Regions from separate parts of the Sus scrofa genome. Here regions 2 and 3 are each linked to region 1. The links are chromatin contacts, called in public Hi-C maps. All regions are on one chromosome and are shown on one strand. Each heading gives the region's core, a stretch centred on a gene start, on an enhancer-like site or on the middle of the called end of the contact. The rest is flanking DNA. Distances are from core to core; before and after follow the strand shown. Region 1 has its middle 870 kb from the start of MCTP2. Region 2 has its middle 690 kb from the start of NR2F2. Region 3 has its middle 400 kb from the start of MCTP2.

Region 1 (4,083 bases), core at 1,048-3,547:
ACCAAAAATTTGCTGTGGTACTTGAGATGATTACTCATTTTATATCATCAGAAAGTAAATCTAAAAAGAAAAAAAAAAGCCATGTTTTTTGTTTAATTTTTCTTCCCTAGAGAGATGTCTTTATTTTCATAACAAATTCAAGATGCAACATTTTCATCCTTTAGAAGTTTTCAGTGGAAAAATTTATTCATTTTTGTATTAGTTTACTTTTAATAACAAAATTTATTTATTTAATTAAATGCAATTTAATCTTAATCAGTCTTGACTATGCACAAAACTCTTTTCTTAGGATTCCTTTAGCACAAACCTTCCACAGCTTTCTGCAGCCACATAAGTTTGTCCCTTGTTTTTCCCATCTAGAAACAATCAGGTCTAGGATAAAATTATTTTTCTTTTTTTCTTTTTCAGTGGGAAAATTGAAAAGACAGACACTCATTTTAAGCAGAGAAGAAAAAATGTATGCATGTATTTTTTTCCTCAAAAATTAAAAACGGAAGCATGAAATTTGCTTTAAAGATATTCATATTTTCAACTACCTAGAAATTATCCAAATGATTGGTATTTGTGTTGTTTTTGTTTCTAACTATAATAATGCTGCTGAAAATGCTCATGGTATGCATTTACTTTAGGTGACTCTACCTCATAAAATGCATAGATCACATTGCATATGCTTTTCCAAGTTTCTTTTAAATTAGGATATGTGCATTCCATGCCCACCTAGATAGCACAGAAGAAAGCCTAGACTTCAGGAGAAAGCAACTAAAATTGGGATAGAAACTTGCCATTTGGACATAATTTGGTCCATCACCACCATAGATTTTACAGTCTCAGCTCCCCTTCCACAGACCCATCGACAAGAGGGTATTACAATTTTTTGCTGACATTGGTGACCTGGCATCGCTGATTTATTCTCTGCTTCGGTTTACAGAGGAATAAACCAGTAATTAATTATATATCAGAACATGAGAATCGACCTTGCAATAATGTACAGGCTAAGAACGCTCTATTTACATATGTAGGTTATTTAAAATATGTCTTGTTAAATAAATATTTAAAATACCTCTTTATTTAGCTTATAAACTGTTTGGACTGAGGCTGCAGTGTGACTCGCAGAATGTTCGAAAGAGTGAGAGAGTTACCATAGATTTTCATCTCTTCCTGACCTGCAATTTTTCCCCTCTCTCTCTGGCAGGCCTCTTTAAGGCAAATAACAACATGAACTTTCTTGCCATCAAAATATGTAATATTGGTAGAAAGATGATCTTTGGAAAACTGTAAAACTCACCTTTATCTTGAGGGCAGGTACTAAGAACAAGGGATGTAGGCATAAATTAACCACAGTCGTCAAGACCACCTCTTAGAGAGCAGTGAAGTAGACAGGAAGTATGGGAAATGAATGATTTCACAGCAAAATGTTCTCCCTGCTCTGAGGTTGTTTGTCCAGTCCAGAGTTATTTTTAAAGGAGAAGAAAATGAAATACAGAACTTAGAGTTATCCACGTCGCTTGAGTCAGCACAAACTCATGATTTCAAAACAACCGTAATGAGAACACGCATGGTAAGGACGACGGTGTTGGGGGAGACAAACGCTGTACTTTGCAAGAGAAATAAGCTCAGCGTCAGTCCAAGACCAAGCTAGGCATTCAGTTTATTTTAGGTGCTCGAAAGTTAGTTTTTTCCTGGAGCGAATGTCTCTATACCTGAAACCGCCCAGTTTTCGCCAAAGCATGTTTGTTCCCTGCAATCTGGAATCACAAACTTAATCAGTTGTTGATCCACCAGGGGGAGCAGTTCACCAGCACAAAACAAACCTTCCCCAAAGGAAGTCGGGGAAGGCGCCTCTTCCTCTCAGTTTACACAGCGGACAAGGACCCTGATTTTTATCGGTTCTACTAGATGTGGCGCTCCTCTGCCTAATACTCATTTCATGTGCCTAACCCTATGCTGGTGGGATACATATTGTTCCTTTGTGGACACGTATACCCACAGCAGATTTTAAAGTAGGACTGAGAAATCAGACCTTGTGCTTTGTAGAAATTCCTTGTTTTATTATAGGAAATACAGTCCCTGCTTCTCCAGCAGCTTATATGGACAAAACCAATAGATTTGTCAAACTATTTATTCAATCCTTATTCTCCGATCTTCAGTCTGGTGTGTGTGTGTGTGTGTGTGTGTGTGTGTGTGTGTGTGTGTGTGATTCTCGCAGCTCTTGAAGCCAGGCAACTACCACAGCTTGCTGACAGCACAGCTTCTTTCCTCAGCCCTTTCCCTTTCCTTTGGCCAGGGCCCTGGGGCTGGGCAGGAAGACAGCTGTCAGAGAAAGGTCCGTGTTGATGATAAACTCTTTGTGTGCAAGTTCAGGCTTTGTACCAGCCTGTCCAAACAAAACAGCTGTGGACTTCAATGGACCTGTGTGTGGGTAGAGAACCCCAAGTTTGTTAATGTAGAAAGACAACCAGAAGTGTATACCAGCTCCTAACGTGCTTTTCAAATGGTTTTGAAATCCACAGAAGGAATTCCCCTAGGAAAGCCTAGTTTTAATTTTAATAAGGTCAGTTCCTTATCCTAAACCTCTTTCCTGGTCCTTCAGCATCCTAAATCTTTTTATGGCTCCTTAAATTCCTTGTCCATTTAATATTTTTCCCTGGTAGTTTAAGGGGTAGGCTCTGGGTCTACAGCTTCACCATCACCAGGGAACTTGCTAGAAATGCAGAACCTCAGACCCTATCTTAGACCTGCTGAATCAGAATCTGCCTCTTAACACAACCCCAGGTGATTGGAGAACATGTTGAAGGCTGACACTCTGCTCACAGACAGCCTGGTCTCTGGATGGGCCTCCTTCTGTTAGGACATAGATAAGATACACAGATCTACGCATTCTTCTAAACAGAATGTGTAGATGTCAAGGTCATTACATGATCTTATGATACATGCAACCAACTCTTGAAGCAGCAGTCTTGAGAGTTCAGTCTTTCAAGTTAAAAAAAAGAAAAAAATCTTAGCTTCCAACCTCAGGTCGGGCACTTGCCAGCTCTTCCTATCCTCATTTGTACCTCATAAGTATTAACTCTATTGTGGAGATTAAATGAACACCTGACACTCAAAAGATCCCATTGTTATTCATCTTTCCCTTCAGAATTGAGTTTTCAATCTATGAATATTATTCAGTGATTTGATTAACTTTTTTCCATCCAACTTTTCTATTCTTTTATTTTTCTGCTATTTTTAAAAATGTGTTTTATTACTTCTGAAGAAAACATGGGGAAGGAATAGTGAATCTCAAGTCTGCCTATGTATTTACTAATTAGTTGCTTTGTTGAATGATTTTTGAAGAGGAAAAAGTTGAAAAAGCTGAAATAATCATTTAGGATTTTTGATGAAATTCCAAGACCTATCTTTAACATTGTTATATCTAGGATAATTGAAGGAGGGAGAAATTCATTCTTGAAAACAAAATAGAAAATATCCCCTTTAAATACCTAAAGATGAGGGAGAAACAAGCTGAATTCCAAGAAGCACATCTGTTAATCCTATCATGGGAACACTGTCACAGCTGGATGGAGTGAGTGACAGGTATTTGTGCTGTAGTACTGTGACATATATTTTTCCATATCTTTGAAGATCAGGATTTGAGGAGCCGTACTCTATAATGCTCATTTTCTTTCTGGCCCTTCCTTTATCATATTCTTTGGCAAAAGTGTAAAGTGATATTCTGAATTTGGGCCCAAAGTCACTGGAAGGTAAAAGTCACCTGGTTATCCACTCGCTACATCACCAAATTAGATGTACTCTCTTCTTAAGAGAATCAGTTATGCAGGACATGGGCTTTCTTTTCTGACAAGAGTAGAGGTTTCACATGGTAGGTGAGAGGGAAAGCTGGTCTCAAGCTGATGTCCAAATTTCCCTCAGGCCTGACCAGGACCTCCTCATCTTTCCTGCAACGAGGATCCTCTGAGGCACTGGGGGTGGGCTGCGGGTGGGGAGGGGGTGTGGAGAAGAGGGGCAGGGCGATGCTGAATTTGAACACTTTGGAAGGGGGAGCTTGACTTGCAGCAGGGAAGCTCCTCTCCGGAGAACTTTTGA
Region 2 (4,154 bases), core at 88-2,587, 310 kb after region 1:
ATTGTGATCAAAAATGCAAAAACATATGTAGAAAAGTTATTCTTGTGGAACATCTGACCGGAAGCAGGAAATGCAAGATATCTCATGGGGTTGCCTATTATCAAAATATACCCAGTCCGGCAGTGTACAGACAGGAGGAGTTTGTCACCCAGATAAAGAGAATCAGAGACAATCCAGTATAGCCACATCATTGTGAAAGAAGAGGGAGGAGACATGCCCTTCATACGGCTTGGTCTGTGGTCCATTGCTGTGTCACTGTGTGGCTTTGTCAAGTCTCCATTGCTGCCAGCGCCATGAAATACATCAACAAAACGAATCTTAATAGGCGAGAGCTTTAACATACACATCCTTCAAATAATCTTATATATGGGAAAAGTCCTATAATTATTTGTCATTGATAAATAAGAGGTAATTTATACTCAGATTATCACAGTCATGCTATTTCAATGCACAAAGGAAAACCGACTTTGCTATTTGAATTTAAAATTAAACATTTAATTTTTCCTGTAAGTTTTGAAAACATTTATTTGAGCTTTCCCAATAAAATTAAATTCCATGAAAACATGTATTTTAATTACATGGTGATTAAGTTCTATCCTTTTCTTTTTGTAAATTAGAATAAATAGAAGAGAAATATTCTTCAAGAATTCTAGCCAGGTATCGTGAACCCATCCATCATAAAATCATTGGCACACAGCAGGCAACTGGAAAAAGGATACCTTTTAAACTCAACTGGCATAAACGTGTGTATTTATTTTTAAGAAGTGGAATATAAACAGACATGCTGAGAGCCAAATGTTTTATGAATAAAAAAAAAAAATATTCCATACACATACACACACACAAGCACACATACATATAAAACTTTCCCCAATGGACCATGGAGGATTTATGTGGATGTGAACTCTATTTACTGTTAGTATTAAGGAAATAGTGCCTTTTTAACAAGTTACTCATGCCTGGAAAAAATCCCAGTTTTGCAAGATTCTTTGCCAACTGTCCGTGGGAATCACGGGGATGGGAAAAGTTCAAATTTGTTTTAAAAGAATTTGCTTAATGGAAAATCTAAAAAAAAAAAAAAAAAGTAGAAGAAAACCAACAACCCGCTGTGCTAATCTTTTGGTTAAATAAGAATAAAGTATGGCCTGGTTGCTTATACATATTTTTTTTTTCCTTGGCATTATTTTAAGAAAGGGAAAAAAAAAATAAAACTTTTCCTTTTTACACTACCCATAAAGTCATAGTTAGGACTTGATTTCAGTGATCCAAAGGCAAGATGACTTGCTGGCTTGGGTTAGCCTAAAACTGCACCAAAATGGGGCAGGAGGGCCCTCAGTCAGTGCCGTAAAATCAGAGCCTTGGCTCCTCATTTTCCTGCCATTTTCTTACACCCCTTTTATTTTCTGTTCCAATCAAACAAAGAAGTCTGGTTACAGTGTTGCTGTCAATTTCCAAACTACAAAGGACTAAAAAAAGCTGACAGTAAAAGCCCTGGAACTCACAGTTTTAAAATATAATGATTCTACATTTCCTAGCACCTAGGGAGTGCCAGGCACAGTTCCAAGGGCTTTTATATCTTCCTTTCAAGTCTCACAACACCCTTATCAAATAAGCACTCCTATTTATTTATTTATTTTTTATTCTCCCTTTACAGATGTGGAAACTGAGGCCCAGGGAGATTAAAGAGCTTCCCTGCATCACACAGATTCTAAGGGGCAAAGCTGGGGTGGAAACACAGGTGGGCAGGTTCACTTTTGCTTTTTACCTCTTAGGCTGCTTCCTTCCAAGAAAATACATTCCATGAATTCTTATACCAAGAGATTTGATTTGACTTTATTACCAATTAATGTGGTTCTAATTTGATATGACAGAACCTGCTTTTCATACAATAGGGAATGGGAAAATGAAAGCTTTGTTTTTCCATTTCTGATAAAACAGATGTGAAAGTTATCTTGTAATCATCTACCCAAAGTGTGTGCCTATTCTTGTTTTATTCTTCAAAAGGACATGGGCAGAAGCAAGAGATGTAACCAGGCTTCTATCTAGAGACAGTTCTTATCCAAGTAAACAAACCGAAACCCATCTCCATCCCCCGCCCCCAAAGAAACCTTGATAGTTTACTCTCTAGCAAAGAAAGGTGCTACAAGGAAAAGTCTAAATATTTTCTTCTTCAACCAAATTGTTAATAATTGTTACGAAAGCTGGTACTCCTGGGTAGACGTTTCATTAAAAAGAGGTTTTCACTGTCTTAATATTTATATTTTTAAAAAAGAGTAGTTGAGCATGTTCTAGAGATTCTGCCCATCACTTATTTTTAGCATTCATACCCTTACAGAAAAATAGTAAGTTGGGTTCTTTTTTCCCCCTGCATTTATATTCCTTGATTTTTTTTCCCCCAGAATTTAATATCTAGGTGATTGCTTTTACTTGGCACTATTGGGAAACACTGCCAGTCCAGATCTAAATATTTTCACATACAACTACAACAACGAAATTGTTGCTCTGCTAAGCTCCTTTGATTTATAGAGCTTCAAAAAATGGATTTCAGATGCAATTTTGCCAAGTTGTAAACCAAGAAGTCTTAATTTAAATTTTTTCCTGACAGGAACGCTAATTCTTCATCTGAGATAAAGTATTTCAGGATTTTCACACACATAAAATAAGGTCTCTAAATTGCATTCAAGCTGTTATTATTCGCACTATGGCTTTTTTAATACCCTGATATGCAACATAAATGTACAATATTTTCACTGGGTAGAGTCCCATTGGAATGACTAGGAGAAAGTTTATGCCACTCATTCTAGTTATAATTTTTATAGCAAAAATACTAGTCAGCATTATTTTATATGAGAGTTGAGGATACCACTTTAAGTTTACAAAAGAAAGTTGAACTTTCTAATTGATATCATGGAATTTCCCTAGGGATCATACAATTCATGGAAGTAACAAGCATGTACTTACATTTTTAAAACATGAAATTAACAATAATAGCTTCTACAGACAGAAGAATTTTATGTGATACTTGATTGCTTTTCATGTTGCTATTAAAATACACATGAAAAACTGGCATTTCAAATCAGGTGAGAAAGATTAAATTATTGAGTAAATCCTATTGAATAAACAGCTATCATTGGCTGAAAAATAAAGTTAGACCCCTCCTTTACATTATTTACCAAAATAAATCCCTATGTATTAAAATTTAAATGAAGAGAAGAAAAAGAAGAAATGAATGAATAATTATTTTCATTCCATTAATGTGTAAGCCTTCAGTAAATCGTTCAGTTACAATGACTGCAAGGGGAAGTGCTTTGTAAACAAGATACCAAAGGAAAAATGATTGATAAATATCATTACATCGGAAAAAAAAAAGTTTTGCATTAGAAAGATTGCTGTAAGTAAACTTAAGGAAAATAAAAACCCGAGTATACTATTCCAAATATGTGACTCATCGAAAGACAACATCCTTCATAAATGAAATGATTTTACAATCAATAAGATGACTAGCACCTTGATAGAAAAGTGGTCAGTACATTTACCAGTGTAGATACAATTTTGCAGGTTAAAGGAATGTGAATTAAAATAATTTGTTAGAATTTTCACTTTTGAGATCTGCATTAATTAGTGCTGTGAGAGATACCATATGTGTGGTGCCACAAAGAGATGAAAGATTTCTGGAGGACAAGATTCTTGAATCTAGAAATTTCTCCCTTAGGACTTAATCCTAAATAGGGATGTCCACTAAGACATCAGCTCAAGGATAACTACAATAAAGTATATAATAGCTAAAATTTGAAAACAACATAGATTTATAGAAGGATTTTTTGAAGACAGTATCAACTCATGAACTGAAGTATTTCCGAACATAAAAATCATTATCTAAAAACTATCTTAAATGGCATGAAAAATTATCCATGTTATAATGTTGAGTTAAACATCTCATTGCAATACAATAGGAATAACTTTGTTTCATATTTTTGAGTATGTGTGTGTATAAGGAGATAATCCACACACAGGCAAATTGATATAAGAAACAAAGTTATATGTTGCATGCTTTTCTCTCCTCTCTATTACATTTTCTATTTTCCTCATATTATTATATATTGCCTTTGTAATTTTTACAAAATATTTTAATATAATTGTTTACTATTTTATGG
Region 3 (3,895 bases), core at 1,379-3,878, 470 kb before region 1:
CACTAGGGATTAAGAAGGCATGTATTTTAATGCCTTATGAATAGAAGTAGCTGATAAAAGAAGCTCTTGTTACCCCTGCTACATTTAAATGTGAAAAGCAGCTGCTTCTAGTGGGGAGGGGGGAGGGGAGAGGAGAAGAGATATATTATTTTCATAGGGATTTAATCTTCCGACTACACTGAAACCATAGAATGCCATTGGCCATTTACTTATCTGCTGCTCTCTCATCGCACTGAGATCTGTAAGATTGTGGAGAGGGAAGGAGAGGGACGAGGAGGCAGAGAAAGGGATTGTGTGTAGCGATGAGGCTGGCCATTTTCATCTGCATGTATGTTTTGAACCTCAGATCAAAACGCACGCGCGGTAGAGTATTTTCTCTTTCCCTTATAAGCATTAACCCTTTACACTTTTGAAATGCCAGCCAATTAAAGAGTTTGATGCAACTAAGCTGTCTTCAGAGCATGGGCTTAGTAATGGCCCCGAGAGTAAGATGACCACAGAGATCTCATTAGAAATATGGACCAGGGATGGCTCTGTGTGTGTGTGTGTGTGTGTGTGTGTGTGTGTGTGTAAAACATGAAAAACACTTTCTTGACACATTTCAGGGACAGCTTATTTCAGGTAGAATCCAAGAGATGTCATGAAAGCAGCAAAGGAAAGCCTCTTTCTGTAAGTTTTATTGCCATAGGAAGCCAATGACATAAATAAAGCCTGGAATTATTAAACTAGCAGATCTTTGCCAAATGCTATCAGTGTTGTGAGAAATATGACTCAAGAATTCACAGCCTTTGAATGAATGAAGGAGCAAATGAATCTGGGCACCTCCCCAGGTGATCATTTATAACTTGGTTTTGTTTATTCTGATGTTGGGCTTAGTAAAATTGATCTCTAATAAATTTTTTCTGTGTGTTTGACCTCTGAAGTTCAAAGCATTTCCTGAAAAAAACCTATGATTTTGCCCTGGGATAGTGGGAAGAAATCTTCTTGATTAGACTTAGCCCCATTCCCTATATCAGCTGACTCTTTCCAATGTTTCTTAATATTACCTGTCTCAAAAGTTAAAGGATTAAAAAACAAGTCTTGTAATGATAAATCGGTGGTTCTTGCCTAGCTTATAATTAAGGGTAATTCACATGTAGAGGACGGTTTGACAGCTCTAGCCCACTTGCTTAGAAACTTGCATCAAAATGAAACCAATGAATCACCCAAAGCTGAAGTAGCGCCCTACCTTCATGCACATACTTTGCAGGTGGGCAGGCTGGAGTCTACTCCTCCATCGGCCAAGAGTGAGAGGAAAGAGGAGGAAGGGAGATTTTCCAGCTGCCCTGCCATGTGTCAGACAGCCAGACATAGGCAGCAAAATGCTTCCAGCTCCCCAGGATGGCCAAACCTGCTGCTCAGGGACATACCACATACCTCTCCTCCTGCCCAACCGGTGCTTTTAATCCAACAGGAGGCATCCTTGGGCTGGGTGGTCCTGCTTTCATGGCTCTGAGTGATGGAGCCCTGGCAGCCTCGCAGAGCAACCTGGCTTGCTGCAGAAAGCCACCTTGGCAAATTCATCACAGCAAATGAATGTGCCTGGCTGATTCTGGCTCTTGCATGGGGCACATTGCTAATAACGGGTTTGCACAAGTGCGACGGGGTTCAATCAATATTTTGATTTTCTGAACCAACTTTCCTCCACATAAAACAAAATAAAAACCAATAGGCCAGTCTCACCAGGTACCGCTGCAATGCAAATGGAAGAGGCAGGCAGCGAGAAAGCTGGAGCCAGACATCACAGGCCAGAACAAGTCGAGGAAATGCAACAGCAGCCAATCGTGAGCTCCAGCAAAGTTGCCGGTGCCTCTCTACTGGCTGTGGTGGCCCCTGCTGCCTTAGCTCCACATCCCTGCTTCTGAAACCTCTGGCTGGTCTTCTTCCCTTTTTTTCCACTGCCCCATCTCTTTCTTTTTTTCAAAAAACTTGGCTATGGAACATTAGGTTTGATGAAGGGAAAGCGATTTAACATCTTTTAACTGAGAGGTTGATTTTCATTTGCGACCAAATGGCTCATTTTTACCTTTTTAGCTCCTGGAAGAGTAAAAAGTGAGAGGTCAGCCTTGCGTCACCATGGCAACCCATACAGCTCAGGCCTGGAGCAGATGAAGGGAAGTGATAATGGCAGGGAAGTTTCTCCCCCTGACTTGGCATTTTCTCTCCATTCAGGGATGTGCCTTTATGTATGAAAGCAACAATGTCTTCTTCAAAACTGAAGTTTTAAAATATTGCCCCTAAATCGTCTGGCCCCGAGCTGAGAACTTATGCAGATCCCTGTGGGGTTTTGTTTGTTCGGGATTGAGATCATCCTAACTAACCCTCGTCTATACCCAAATGGTCTTGAATTACACCAGCAACATCTTGTGCCCTGGGGGAATCTGTCTTTCTATCAAAGAGTCCACCTACCACATTGTAATAACCTAAAGACTTCCTAAAGAGAGAATTGGGCTCTGATGTTGAAATCTGGTGTCCAGGATCTCAAATTTTAGCACATGACACCTTTTTCAAGCCCGTTTGCAAAGAACTTCTTGATTCTATTCCAGTCCAAGGACATTAAAGAGGAAAAGAGAAATCAAAATGACAAATGTGCCAGAAAGGCCAGATTAAACCCTCCAGGGGTAGCTGGGACCAGGGCAGGAAGGAATTTCCATGACCTTGGAGCACAGGAACTCAAATTCAAATTCTGACACATTTCTCCTTCACCCCATGTGCCTACTGGTAAATGGGGGAGTAACGAATATGCCTTGAAGACCCATGGGTGCCAGGCACTGGGTTAAATACTGTATTATGTTAATGCCTCTGATTCTCACAGGGATCTTCTGAAGTGAGCAGCTTGATCTTTGTTTTACAGATTAAGAAAATAAAGGTCAGGAAGGTTAAGTGATGTGCCCAAGACCATGGCCACAGATTCTGTTGCCTGCTTCATCCGTGACCCAGGTGTTCTCTCCCTCCAGATTTAATATCAGCTGCATGAATAATAATGCCCCAGACTCAGTATCATCCAGGTGCAGAAATAATAACTTCATTTCTGAAGACAGGCATTTGTGCTTTTGCTTTGTAATTTATTCATATAGTTGCCATGAAACTATCCACTGCCTGCTAAGACTTCAGTGCAATTCTAGATGCTTGGGAAACATAGGTAGGGAGAGGCTGGCACTGCTATCCTAGAAATCAGGGCGGGGTGGTTTGGATTCCAGTGGTGTGAACTTGGACAAGACATTCAGCTTCAATTTTCTCTCCTGTGAAATGTTGTTATTTATCTCAAGGGCTGGGTGAGTTTTCAAAGAGAGCAGTTTGTCGGCCTAACCAAGTGCCAGGTTCACACAAGTAGATACTCAATAAAAATCAAATTTTTGTCCTCTCTGCCTTCCTAGCCCTCCAGTTCATCACTGCCAGGGTGTTCGCCTCTGAGCCTGGGGTCAGTCTGGCAACATGCCTGCTTCCTGGCAGTCGAGGTGGCCCTATTAAAGTCCCAGTCCTCTCGGCAGGACTGCAGGGTGGCAGAGATGGGAACAAACAGAGGGGGACACTTGAGGGAAATTGTCTGAAAAGAGGAGGTGGTCTGGCTTCCATGCTCTCCCTGCTTCCCCTCTCCTCAGCCCTGGGTGTCACCTACAAGTCCAAGGTGGCTCCTCTACTCACCATCTGCTCAGGCTCACTCAGGCTCCCTTGCCCAGGGCTTTATAAATCCAAATCAGACCTGCGTCTGAAGGACTTGACAAGGTTGCACCGGCTAAAAGGCAATGGCTCCATTAACATGAATGAATAAATAAATAAATAAATAAATGTCACAATGGAGCACCAGGTGATCCTTTCCCCTTAACACAGCACAAGCAAGTTACAGAAGCAAAGG

The links. A called contact is a pair of places that touch in the nucleus more often than the background predicts.
Region 2: a Hi-C map of omental adipose tissue shows a contact between it and region 1, with 2.0 times the contacts expected there. The contact joins two enhancer-like sites. A contact is called at or near these places in 3 of 47 Hi-C or Micro-C datasets (embryonic fibroblasts, omental adipose tissue and subcutaneous adipose tissue).
Region 3: a Hi-C map of omental adipose tissue shows a contact between it and region 1, with 2.6 times the contacts expected there. The contact joins two enhancer-like sites. A contact is called at or near these places in 4 of 47 Hi-C or Micro-C datasets (embryonic fibroblasts, omental adipose tissue, retroperitoneal adipose tissue and 1 more) and 1 of 2 datasets of contacts at active chromatin or transcription factors (skeletal muscle).

What each region holds. Positions count from the first base shown.
Region 1 is chr7:84,095,430-84,099,512 of Sscrofa11.1, reverse strand. No RefSeq gene overlaps it. Among named protein-coding and RNA genes, the nearest start is that of MCTP2, 870 kb to the left of the region's middle. Within about 2 kb of position 2,297, at least 28 of the 83 cell types and tissues checked have an H3K27ac peak or open chromatin away from gene starts, as enhancers often do. A contact at or near this core is called in omental adipose tissue and subcutaneous adipose tissue, where this site is marked.
Region 2 is chr7:83,782,489-83,786,642 of Sscrofa11.1, reverse strand. No RefSeq gene overlaps it. Among named protein-coding and RNA genes, the nearest start is that of NR2F2, 690 kb to the right of the region's middle. Within about 2 kb of position 1,337, at least 7 of the 83 cell types and tissues checked have an H3K27ac peak or open chromatin away from gene starts, as enhancers often do. A contact at or near this core is called in omental adipose tissue and subcutaneous adipose tissue, where this site is marked.
Region 3 is chr7:84,562,839-84,566,733 of Sscrofa11.1, reverse strand. No RefSeq gene overlaps it. Among named protein-coding and RNA genes, the nearest start is that of MCTP2, 400 kb to the left of the region's middle. Within about 2 kb of position 2,628, at least 2 of the 83 cell types and tissues checked have an H3K27ac peak or open chromatin away from gene starts, as enhancers often do. A contact at or near this core is called in omental adipose tissue, where this site is marked.